Linked DNA regions of Sparus aurata: region 1 is linked to region 2. The links are chromatin contacts, called in public Hi-C maps. All regions are on one chromosome and are shown on one strand. Each heading gives the region's core, a stretch centred on a gene start, on an enhancer-like site or on the middle of the called end of the contact. The rest is flanking DNA. Distances are from core to core; before and after follow the strand shown. Region 1 holds the start of h2az2a (H2A.Z variant histone 2a). Region 2 holds the start of LOC115581683 (metal transporter CNNM4).

Region 1 (5,729 bases), core at 3,199-5,698, 130 kb before region 2:
TTTTTCTACAAACATCTCTAAGCATCCTCAACAGCACCAAAGGCCTTCAGAAAAATTACCATAGCAACACAAATGACATAATAAAAGGCTAACAGTGAGAACACAACTGACATATTTCAGCCCCGAGCAGCAGATATTGACAATATATATGAAATACATTACATGATTCTCTCAACAAGCGGCTGAACTGGCTTTGTTCACGTTGGATAAACTGCTCTAGGACATCATTGGAATGTGTCATTTGTTCAGATGAATGCCTTTGAGGCATACAGTTCAGTGTGTGTGTGCGTCTGTCTGTGCAGCTCATATAAAGTGATACATCTCCATCTTTCTGATCAATTATATCAGGATTTGTGCTTTTGCATCAGCCTCTGAACCTCAGCACATTGTACAGCTGTCTGGACCTTGTATTTGTGGTCTTGCTGGTGGGTTTTATATAGAGACATGTAAGACTCTATATGCAGGAGACACAGACAGGCTGTGTTTTGCTTAAATCTAAACACACCTTGAAATATCAATACAATAATCAATTGTGTGTATTGAGAAACACGAAATCCAGTTTTCAGTGAGTAGTGTTTTCATTATCATTTTATCTATTTTCTAATTTTATCTTATTTTGTTTTAATTTTTTTCACAAGAATTGATTCAGGGCAGCAGAACCTCATTTCAAATCCCAATCCCTAAAATTTGAAATTACAATCATGCTTAATAGCAGAAAAATAAGTATTTTAATCAAGTGCAAATAATTATAATGTATTTTATGTATGAAAAAGTATAGTCTGGAATCCTGGAAATTCAATTTAAAAGTAGCAGGCAGATCCCTAGTCATATATCCTTATTTTAATATGTTATATCCATTGTATTCCTGTAATGCATTCATATAGCAGCAGAAGAAAATAATGCCCCAGGAATTTCAAACATGCGCCCAAAAATGTGTTTCTGTTACCACATCAGGTTTGTCTTATTGTCATGTTGCTAATGTGGCACATTTATGGTGCATCTCTGAAGCAGGAATGGAAGGAATAATATTATATGCTGTTCATCTCAGTTTTCAAAATACCTAGATGTTGTTGTGAATGCCAGTGGCTCCCCCTGCTGGCACATTGCAAAGCTGCAGGAGAAATCATGTGGCTACTCTGTCAGAAATGTCACATTTTATGGTGAGGTAACCAAGTTATGATCTTTATGATGGTCAAGTTATGATTCACTTTGTCAAACAAAGTATACTTTTTTTAAACCAAGACAGCATAACAGTCAACAATTCTTTAAAACGCAGAAATTAACTTGGTGCAACAGTTCTAAATTATGAAATTAATTTCTCCTGCTGAAATTATATCCTGCTTAAATAATCCAGATGTTTGACAACTATTCTGTTAAACAGACAGCATTGTTTTACCACCCTCCCATGTACTGTTGGACAGCTGAAGCACCTCAAACATCACATACTACACAACTCCAAAATGAATGTCAAGTACTGGTTTCAAACGAAGCCATGGATAACATGCAACGGGTATTTATTCAAAGATAAAATACGTCATTTCCCTGAACACAGCTTTTAGAAAAGACTCTTGACTTCTTAACTTGAAAAATGTTATGGATGGGACATTTCAGTTTGTGCATACATTTAAGAACTGTGGGTACACTTCAAAGTACTGATATGGTTCACATCTGCCAGATGTTCGCTCTTCTCCATACACCACGGTACCAATCACATAGCAGTGGCACGACAGACAGATGGCTCCACAGTGAGGCAAAAACACTGCAGGATCAGAATCCTGATTGCAGCAGTGTTTAATACATTTATGAACTGCTAGTAACAACACAAGAAGGTAGCAGAGGTTGCAATAAGTAGTTTTCAAAGATATTTCACTTTGATGTAAAAAAATTCAACTTTTAATACATCAATATCCTTGTGCAGTTCAAAATATTACAGTAAGTCAAGAGGAAAAAAAGCACCATCTCACATTTAGCTGTTATTCATGCTGATGTCCAAAACAATCTGCTTAAAAACTTGTAATATAGTAAATATTGTAACTTCAAGAAAATAACCACAAAACAAGTTTTTATATAAAAAATGGTTTTAACAATTTCTTTTTTCAGTATAAAACATTACAGAGTCCCAGGCCAATCAAACAAATTCACTGTCACCATTTGAAATAATCATGAACTCCCCAGTCAAACGTACTACTATAACATACAAAGGGTTTTTTGTCGTTAAGGGATTTTATGTACTTTTTTTCTAGTTATGGGAAAATATTACAACACAAAGCCTAACAATCACTCTTCTTTTGCTATAATATTAATAAAAAAGAACAAATGTGAACTCCTGGTCCTATCAAAGCCCAAGCCCCGAAATTTCTGGTCAACATGGCATCTATGCAGTCTTCTGCTGGCCCTTCTTCCCAATGAGGGATTTGTGGATGTGGGGAATGACACCTGAAAACAAAAGAAAACATTAGTGAGACCAAATGTTTGATGCAAAAGCAGTTGTGAGTGGCAGAATAATATTTCTACTGAATATAACAAACAGAGTGAGCAGATCACTGCGGCACTGAAGAGAATATGACGCACATACAATGAAGACAATCAATCAATCAATAAATAAGCAGATTTTTGTTTGGGAAACTGCCAGCTCACCTCCTCCAGCAATTGTTGCCTTGATGAGGGAGTCCAACTCCTCATCACCACGGATGGCGAGCTGCAAATGACGGGGAGTGATACGCTTCACCTTCAAGTCTTTGGAGGCATTGCCCGCCAACTCTAGTACCTGAGAAAAAAAAGACCACGAATGACGCAAACAGCACCATCTCACACAGAAACACGATATGACGTGATTAACAGTGTGCAATATTATCAATAAACATGCACAAAATTGGGAACGCTTACTTCAGCAGTGAGGTACTCAAGAATAGCAGCACTGTACACAGCTGCTGTGGCTCCTACACGACCATGACTGGTTGTGCGGGTCTTCAAGTGCCTGTGGATACGACCCACTGGGAACTGGCAGGAAACAGACAAGACAGTGGTTTGAGTCAAGCAAAAAAAAAAAAGGGCGAACCCTCTGTGACCAGGAAGGTTGGCACACAGGATATGCAGTAAAACCACATGCATATAAGAACCAAAGAGATTTACCTGCAGCCCAGCCCTCTGGGAGCGGGACACTGCTTTCGCCTTGGCTTTGCCACTGTCTTTTCCTGCCTTGCCACCAGCCTGCATGGGTTGAAATATCAAACAAGCGCATTAGATCAGACAAGCAAGACAAAAAATCTGAAGCAGAAATGTGAGGCTCCAGTGCTTGTACTGTGTGTGAAAGAACAAGCCCTGCATAGCAAGAACTTGACAGCATCCCCTCATTTGTTTGAATGAAATTTAACCAAATAATAGCTGGTGAAGTGGTTCAATGACAAAAAATGGAAATTAACCAAATAAGAAAGTCAAAGCAGACGCACCGCATTAGCACGTCAATGGATAACAGATGCCGATTAAACTAGTATTGCTTTCCCGCCAATCAAAGGTAAAACATAAACACAGAAGAGCGGCATCAGTTGTTGTTGCCAGAAATTGCCCGCATAAAATGATTAAAATCAAAATAACCACATGAAGTTGAGAAACCTAACACAGACTCGTTCTAACAAAAAAACACGAGATGCTGTTAGCGGGCTGCTGCCACAGACCCCGCGACAAACACAAAACAGACGCGCCGCTTTAAGACGGTCAACTGTGAGTTTTCATTCACAAATTCCAACAGGAGAAAAGTTTGCCTCAAAGTCAACTAAGCTAGGCACAGAGAAATCATAGACTGAATTTTTCTCCAGTTCACTTATTTGTGGAGGTATTGTGAACGACTTACGGTCAACTACGAGCAGTGAACCAACCGTTAAGCTAATGAAATAGCTAAACTTAGCTTCTTGGTTGCTAATGGTTGCTAATCCACCTTTCAGAGGGGCTCGGGCTACACCGAGTGAAAAAACACGTTAATATGAAACCGGATTCATACTTTTAATGAAGCGCTTCGTTTCTGCAAAAGATTAACTATCCGGAAAAACAACCCATCGTGGAAAATATATCACTTCTACCGGGAAGGCAACAAAATTCAGACTTCTCGCGCTACTGGTAATGCTAACGTGTTAGCTGACAGTTAGCTCTTTAGCAAGCTTTTTGACCACACACCTTCTGCTCGAATTTCCTCAGTTTACATTTAAAACAACACTTTCTACAGAAGCAAATTAATTGCAGCACTAATGTGCCGAAACCCCAGATGATTCATTTAATATTCGCCGAGGCGCACATACCATTTTTCCGTCTCTTTATTTGATTGTAGAACTGAGTAGATACCAAACAATTTCAGCTCCCGAAAGCAAAGAAACAATAAACCCTTTCGGAAATCTTTTGGATGAGACCCCTCGTGGGAGTCCAGACAGCCAATCAGAGAGTGTGTTGTTACTTCGAATCTCTGTTCCGACCAATCGCCAAACGGCTTGCAGAGCATTCACCCATCCCCCACCGTAAGATCGCCGTGCCTGCCTTTGCGCACGAAACCAACAAGTAGGCGGGACTGTGAGTGGAGTGTCCTTCCAGGGGCATCCGTCCCAAAAATGCACAAAATACATAATCAGGAGGCCATTGTTGAATTAAATTCCTAAATTTCCGCACAAGGACACTCATCGCGTCTTCAAATACAGGTACTTCTATACTGACTGCATAGGGGAACTGGTAATGGCAACAGTAAATCATCAAAGGACAAATTACCCATTGCAAATATATGTTGGTACACAACTTTAACACTGACACGGACTGCTGGTATGTATTGCAAATAAAATGTATACTCGAATGTCATACAGGAGGCGGTTGTGTGTTAATAACAGACAGGACAACTGGCGAATTACACGCAAGCTCTTTATCTGATGTTTTGACTGGCGGCTGAAGCGGCCAATCAGAGCACAGCAGGCAGCGTCCGGTTTCCTCTGCGAGCTCGGCAAGCAAGGGGGGGTGGGGGTCAAAGATACGCAGAGAAACGGGCTGCTGGTGGCGAAGATGGCGGATGGGGACAGTGGCAGTGAGCGCGGTGGCAGCAGCGGCGGCGGCGGCGGAGGGGGAGGAGGAGGAGGCGGCGGGTTTCAGCATTACCAGCGAGACTCGGAGACCCAAGAGCTGGCCTCGAAGCGATTGGACATTCAGAACAAACGCTTCTACCTTGACGTGAAGCAGAACGCCAAAGGCCGGTTCATCAAAATCGCCGAGGTCGGCGCCGGGGGCTCGAAAAGTCGGCTGACCCTCTCGATGTCAGTTGCGGCAGAGTTCCGCGACTACCTGGGGGATTTCATAGAGCACTACGCCCAGCTTGGGCCTAGCACCCCGGAGCAGATTGCTCAGTCTTCCGGTGGGGATGACACCGGGCCTAGACGGGCCTTGAAGAGCGAGTTCCTGGTGCGTGAGAACCGAAAATACTACCTCGATCTGAAGGAGAACCAGCGGGGTCGCTTTCTCCGGATCCGACAGACCGTCAACCGAGGCCCCGGTTTCGGAGTGGGGGTGGGTGGCATCCCCGGCGCTGGCCTGCAGGCCGGACAAACCATCGCACTCCCGGCCCAGGGCTTAATAGAGTTCCGCGACGCTTTGGCCAAGTTGATAGACGACTACGGCGGAGATGAGGAGGAGCTGTCCGGCGGCGGAGGGGCCGGGGGCTACAGCGAGCTTCCGGAGGGCACCTCGATCATGGTGGACTCCAA
Region 2 (6,196 bases), core at 389-2,888:
CTCAAAAATGAGCATCAAGTTCAGACAAAACCTCTGACAGTCTCATAAACAACCAACACTGTGAGCTCAGTAAGAAACATGTCAGACCGACTCTCTGGGCCACAAATCCCTGCTACCTGTGTTGGACAACCACACAACTAATCAGGGCTTTTATCATCATCAGCTCCCCACAAACCTTTCTTGAACTCCTCCAGCATGGAGTCCAGCTTGGTGTCGTGGAAGACAAAGTGGACCGGGTGGTTGTAGAACTTGGTGATGGTCTTGAGGGTGGTGCAGTCGTCCGGGTCCACGAAGGCAAGGTCCTTGACGAAGAGGATGTCCACGATGTTGGACCGCTCGCCCTCGTACACAGGGATCCTGGTGTATCCGCTCTCCATGATCTCGGACATGGTGTTGAAGTCCAGCACGGCGTCGCTGTGGATCATGAAGCAGTTGGAGATGGGGGTCATGACATCCTCCACGGTTTTGCTCCGGAGCTCCAGCGCGCCTTGGATCATGTTGAGCTCCTCTTTGACCAGGTCGTTGTACGGCTCGGTGACTTTCAGCATCTCCACCAGCTTCTCCCTGTTGTACACGGTGCCGATCTCCTGGCCCAGGACGCAGTCGAGGATCTTGCTGATGGGCCACGACAGGGGGAAGGTTAACAGCATGAACAGCTTGGTGGCCAGGACGGTGTTCGCCCCGACAGCCAGGCCGTGCCGGGAGCACAGCGCCTGCGGGACGATCTCTCCGAAAATAACGATGCCGATGGTGGAGGCGATCACAGCGCCCACCCCGGACTTGGTGAGGTCGTCCAGGAGGGTGGTGAGGGTGGTGTTTACTAGGACGTTACCGAGGAGCAGCGAGCACAGCAGGTAGTTACCCTTCCTGCGGACGGGCTCGATCTTCCGCGCGTACTTCTTCTCCTTCTCGGTGCCGCAGCTCTGCACGATGCGGAGCTCCATCGGGTCCAGCGCCATCAGCCCCAGGTTGAGCCCGCTGAACATGCCGGATAGCACAAGCAGGAAGGCGATGATGATCGCCTGCAGCCAGATGGGCAGCAGGGACTTCTCCTCCTCCACCACCCGCAGTCTGCCGTCAATGTCGTCCAGCATGGACCACACCGGCTCCCTGTCATCCTTGCCGCGGACGCACAAGCCGAACACCTTCACCACCTCGCTCTTTCGGAGCTGCTTGATCCTGACTTGGAGCAGCCCGGAGGTGTTCTCGTTGCTTACGTTCATGGACCCTGACACCACTATATCCTTCGTGAGCTCGGAGCAAGTCCTATTGACGTGGACCATGATTGCGCCGAAAGTATCATTCTCTTTAACACTAGTGTAAAGTTCCGTGAAGCCGATGAGCTTGGAGCTGTCCGGGTACAAGTGGAGCCCGTAGAACCTGAGGAGGGTGTTGCTGCCCTCGGTCACCTGAATAACCCCTCTCTCGGTGGTCTGGGCCGGCAGGTCGCTCTTCTCCAGCCTCATGCCGAGTATCCGAGTGTTGCCCCTTGACTCCGGGGCCGCCGCTTCGGCCTGCCTGCCCACGAAAACACAGGAAAGGACGAATAAAGTTAGCGTAAACCCGCGTCCACTCGAGTCTATCGCCATGTTTGTTTCGCTCTCTGTGAACGGGGGAACTGACGTCACCTACTCGTTACCGCAGGGCCGCCCGCTCATTTGCATGCCCGCATACCTCGAACATGCAGCCAATCAGCGGCGGAGACGTCACTCGACCGAGCCCCCTCAGTTTTAATTTTTAAGGTCGACTGATGTTGTCTTCTATTAAGGTCGACTACGTGGAGGGATTTTATTCTGCAGGATCCATTTTTGTTTAAAGGTGCACTATGTAGAACTTTTAATCAGAGGAGATTTTTATTAACTGATGTATAAATAAAAACAAACTCTCTTCATGTTCATGACTGAATGAAACAGAATAAACAAACTGACCTTAAAGAAAAATCAAATTTCATATTGTTTTACTTTGTTTGTATTTGGCAGACCCTACCACCTGTCTAAAGAAAACAGCATGTTTATTCAGTTATGAAAAAAGAAAATGTCTTCTCATTGATATTGTAAATGTCAAAATTTTGAGTTTGATATCTTCTCCAAAGCTATATAGGGTCGGCCATTGAGAGTTTTCTTGTATTTGTATCTTTTCATATTTCAAATTGAGAAGAAAACAAATCAATCAATGCCATGTCTTGTTGCTTAAAATTTTCTTGGTTTTTTGAAAAGTCCAAGTGAAGTAGATTACTGAGGGAGACAATACCAATTACCTTCACATTTAGTAAGATTACACTGGTCATGTGACTATTTTACATCATTCATTAATGTTCAAATAAATGAGATCCAAAATTAAATTGAAACACCTCTCTGTCAATTGTTTTTAACATGGTTCCTCTTCTAACATGTCAGATCTGGACAAAACTACAAACCATAGCACCACAAATGTTACTTGGTAATCACTCTAACTTACCTAAATGTCTTCAGTAAGTGTCTCTGTTAACAGTGCAAATTCACTCCATTATTGTATCGTTCTGTGGATAAAGGATGCTTTGAGGTGAAGGCAAGCAAGTTACAAAAGAGTGAGGAAGTAATTTTTTTGCAGCTTTATTAATGTGTTTTTTCTGTACATTTCTGACCATGCCTTTAGATGTGGCTGCACTGTGAATCATACAGGACTATATGAACCTGATACACAACCTAAGTCTGCATCAGCCAGAAAAGCAGAAACACACAGAAAAGCTGACATGGAGGAAACAAACAGACATTCTGTCAACTCTTCTCTGTGACCTACACTCTGTCTGGTAGGGAAGTCCTTAAACCATTTTCCCTCAATGAGGACTGAACAGAAGATGGTATAGGACAGACTGAACACCCACCTGCTCCATCAACATCTGACCTTTGGCCATGTTGGCGCCAAACGGAAACATACTTACTTGGGAGGCACTACAGCCAAGATTTTAAAAAAGATTATGTGATGAGAAAGAGTGAAGAAGATTTTACACTCAAAGGTCCTATTTTCCTGTTGGGGCAACGTTGTATAGGAACCTGTCTTCAATGAGAAAGGAGCTCCATCTTGTGGTCACATAACTTTCAGTGCAGCTTGTTGAGCATCTGTGGAAACTGAAATAGATGATATTCACATCTGCTTCTCCAAATACTAATAATCAGGTTTAAAATTGTTCTATATCTGGTGGATGCAGACCCAATAATGCAGTTATCAATGTGATTTTTCTGAAAATAAAAACTGTCACATACAAGAAAATCTCCAAAAGACAAACTTGGGCTCAACTTTTCTCTGAAGGAACTGCCTGTCTGTTTTGCTGCGAGACAAAATCTGGAACATTTAAAATGTTGTTTTTTCTCATTTGCTAACATGTGATGCACATCAGATGGATGCTGCTTCAATTAAACCATCAACAGTTTTGATTCAGAATTTTGTCTGTGTGGTTGTTTCCAGTTTCTTTACATACATATGTCAGATGGTCAGGTAACTTTATGGACTTTACAAAAAAAAGAAATATGATGAATGCAGATATTTTAAAATAAATTTGTTTAAAATGATGTATTATTTAACAAAATCCTCAACCGAAGTCTTTCATTTTTAACACTTATGGGCAAACTGTTAAGTTAACTTTTCCTTTTGTAAAGTCACTTAAAGACTTATATACATAGGCAAAGGGAATAAATCATATTGGAGGAGAGATGTGCAACCTCTTGTGTTTCTCTCAGTTAAACTTTGCTCTTAAAAAGAAACATAAACAGAAGCTCTGCAGTTGTTTGAACAAAATTAAAACCTTTTTTCTTTGTTAAGTGAAACAAAACATTCAACATCATTATTTTCAGATGATACCCTTATTTTGTTGAAAACGCTGCCAATACTAGGACAATACAAACTATGTTGCTATGTTGAATTGAGGGGAAATATCGAACTCTGAATGACATCCTCACAGTGTCATCTGCTGGTGACAACGTGACATAGCCAGGCACGCGGGAAGATGTTTTAAGTAGGGGGGGCTGCCAACTGAATGAATAAATGAGTGACGTCATCGTTGTTGTTTTTTTCTGCTACTGTACCCTAGCGCATCGCACACTACTGCTGTTTTCATCTTCTTTGTTGTCCTCCTCCTCGGTGATATTCGTTTTTGTTTTGTTTTTTAAATAGGCACAGTAACGTTACTTGTAACGTTACTAATATTCCTTTCTGTTTTACTCCACGTCCACGGTTGTCACTCGCCATTGTTGTTCTACTATTCGATGCTGAAGCGGCTTCCTGGTGAGGGAGTCTCCTCCACAAATATATATATTTTTTAATGTATTTTCCCACACATTCCCACAACTCTATTTACACCCCATATAATTTATATATATATATATATATATATATATATATATATATATATATATATATATATATATATATATGTATGTATGTATGTATGTATGTATGTATGTATATACTTTTTCTTTTATATATACCGGTATATTTATTTCAAACATTTAGGTTTACAGTGATGTTACACCCTGCAGCCACCATCAGGGGGGGCTGCAGCCCCGGAAGCTCCCCCCTTCCCGGGCTACTGGACATAGCAGCATTTATTATGGTAAAAATTTAACCCCGTGACAGAGGTGAAAGGAAACGAAAGTAAATTTTGACGTTGTTGAACAGAGCTGAGACGCCATTATAGGGTGTGAGATCTCTGCTGGAAAACAAATTGGTGAATTTCAAGCAATCAAGATTAGAGACAGAAACTTGGTGAGTCCTGCTGTGAAAAATATCTTTAGTAACAAATGGCTGAGAAACATTCTGCTCTATTTGAAAGTTTCCTGAGCTGCCATGTGTGTTCAGAGACTTTCAGAGATCCTGTGTCTCTGAGCTGCAACCACAGCTTCTGTTCAAGCTGCCTGAAAAAGTTCTGGGAACAAGCTGAAAACAAAAACTGTCCCATTTGTAAAAGAAAATGCTCCAAAGACAATACTGTGGTGAACTTTGCACTGAAGGAACTGGCTGACTCCTTTGCTGGGAGACAGAAATCTGGATCATCTGAGACAGAAAAGGGAGAGAAGAAGGTGGAGGTGGTGTGTAGTAAACATCAAGAAGAGCCTAAATTGTTCTGTGAGGACGAGCAGAGAGCTGTGTGTCATGTGTGTGACTTTCCTCACCATGCCGGTCACAAGGTGGTTCCTGTAGAACAAACAGTCAGTGAGCTGAAGGAGCAGCTGAAATCTGACTTGAAGTCTCTACAGGACAAGAGGAACAAATACAAACAAGTGAAGGAAACATACAATGAAGTGATTCAACACTCCAAGAAGCAGCTGTTGTCCACAGAGAGGCAGATCAGAGCAGAGTTCAACAAGCTCCACCAGTTCCTGAAAGAGGAAGAGGAGTCCAGACTGGCAGCTCTGAGGGAGGAAGAGGAGCAGAAGGGGAAGACTGTCAGCAGAGAGATGAAGATGATTGAGGAGCAGCTCTCCTCTCTGTCAGACAGTATCTGTGCTGTTGAAGAAGAGCTGCAGAAACACAACGTGCCATTCCTCAGCAGTTATAAAGCCACTCAGACCAGAGCCAGAGTCCCGTGCTCACTGTCAGATCCACAGCTGGTCTCAGGAGCGCTGATAGATGTGGCCAAACACCTGGGCAACCTGTCCTTCAGAGTCTGGGAGAAGATGAAGGACCAGGTCCACTTCAGTCCTGTCATTCTGGACCCAAACACTGCACACACCTGTCACCATCTGTCTAATGATCTGACCAGTGTGAGATATGGAGACACAAAGCAGCAACTTCCTGACAATCCAGAGAGATTCATGTCCTCTGTCACTGTTTTTGGCTCTGAGGGCTTCACCTCAGGGAAACACAGCTGGGAGGTGGAGGTGGGAGATCATCCTGGTTGGACTGTAGGTTTAGCAAAAGAGTCAGTTGACAGGAAGGGAAAGATATCACCTACACCAAAATATGGAATCTGGTGTTTATGGCATGGTGATGGAAAATACACTAATAGTCTTGGTAGGACTGTCGGAGAGGAGAAGAGTCTCCAGAGGATCAGAGTCCAGCTGGACTATGACAGGGGGGAGGTGTCCTTCTCCGACCGTGAAGACATGACTCACATCTACACTCACAGAGACACTTTCACTGAGAAACTCTTCCCATATTTCAACATTGGATATGCTGGTGATGCTAAAACTACTGATATCAAAATCTGTCAGAGTGATAT

Evidence for each region. Hi-C and Micro-C count contacts between places; a contact is called where the count stands out from the background.
Region 1: a Hi-C map of an unstated tissue shows a contact between it and region 2, with 4 times the contacts expected there. The contact joins the promoter of h2az2a here to the promoter of LOC115581683 in region 2. A contact is called at or near these places in 2 of 2 Hi-C or Micro-C datasets (skeletal muscle and an unstated tissue).

The regions. Positions count from the first base shown.
Region 1 is chr5:20,586,379-20,592,107 of fSpaAur1.1, reverse strand. It overlaps h2az2a (H2A.Z variant histone 2a), which reads right to left and starts at 4,448. Exons shown (of 5, transcript XM_030416835.1): 1 at 4,293-4,448; 2 at 3,133-3,210; 3 at 2,887-3,000; 4 at 2,638-2,767; 5 at 1,498-2,436. The coding sequence starts at 4,295. The coding sequence ends at 2,375. LOC115581600 (transcriptional activator protein Pur-beta) reads left to right here and starts at 4,985. Exons shown (of 1, transcript XM_030416834.1): 1 at 4,985-5,729. The coding sequence starts at 5,035.
Region 2 is chr5:20,454,150-20,460,345 of fSpaAur1.1, reverse strand. LOC115581683 (metal transporter CNNM4) reads right to left here and starts at 1,638. Exons shown (of 7, transcript XM_030416971.1): 1 at 176-1,638. The coding sequence starts at 1,589. LOC115581176 (nuclear factor 7, brain-like) reads left to right here and starts at 4,546. Exons shown (of 1, transcript XM_030416069.1): 1 at 4,546-6,196. The coding sequence starts at 4,776.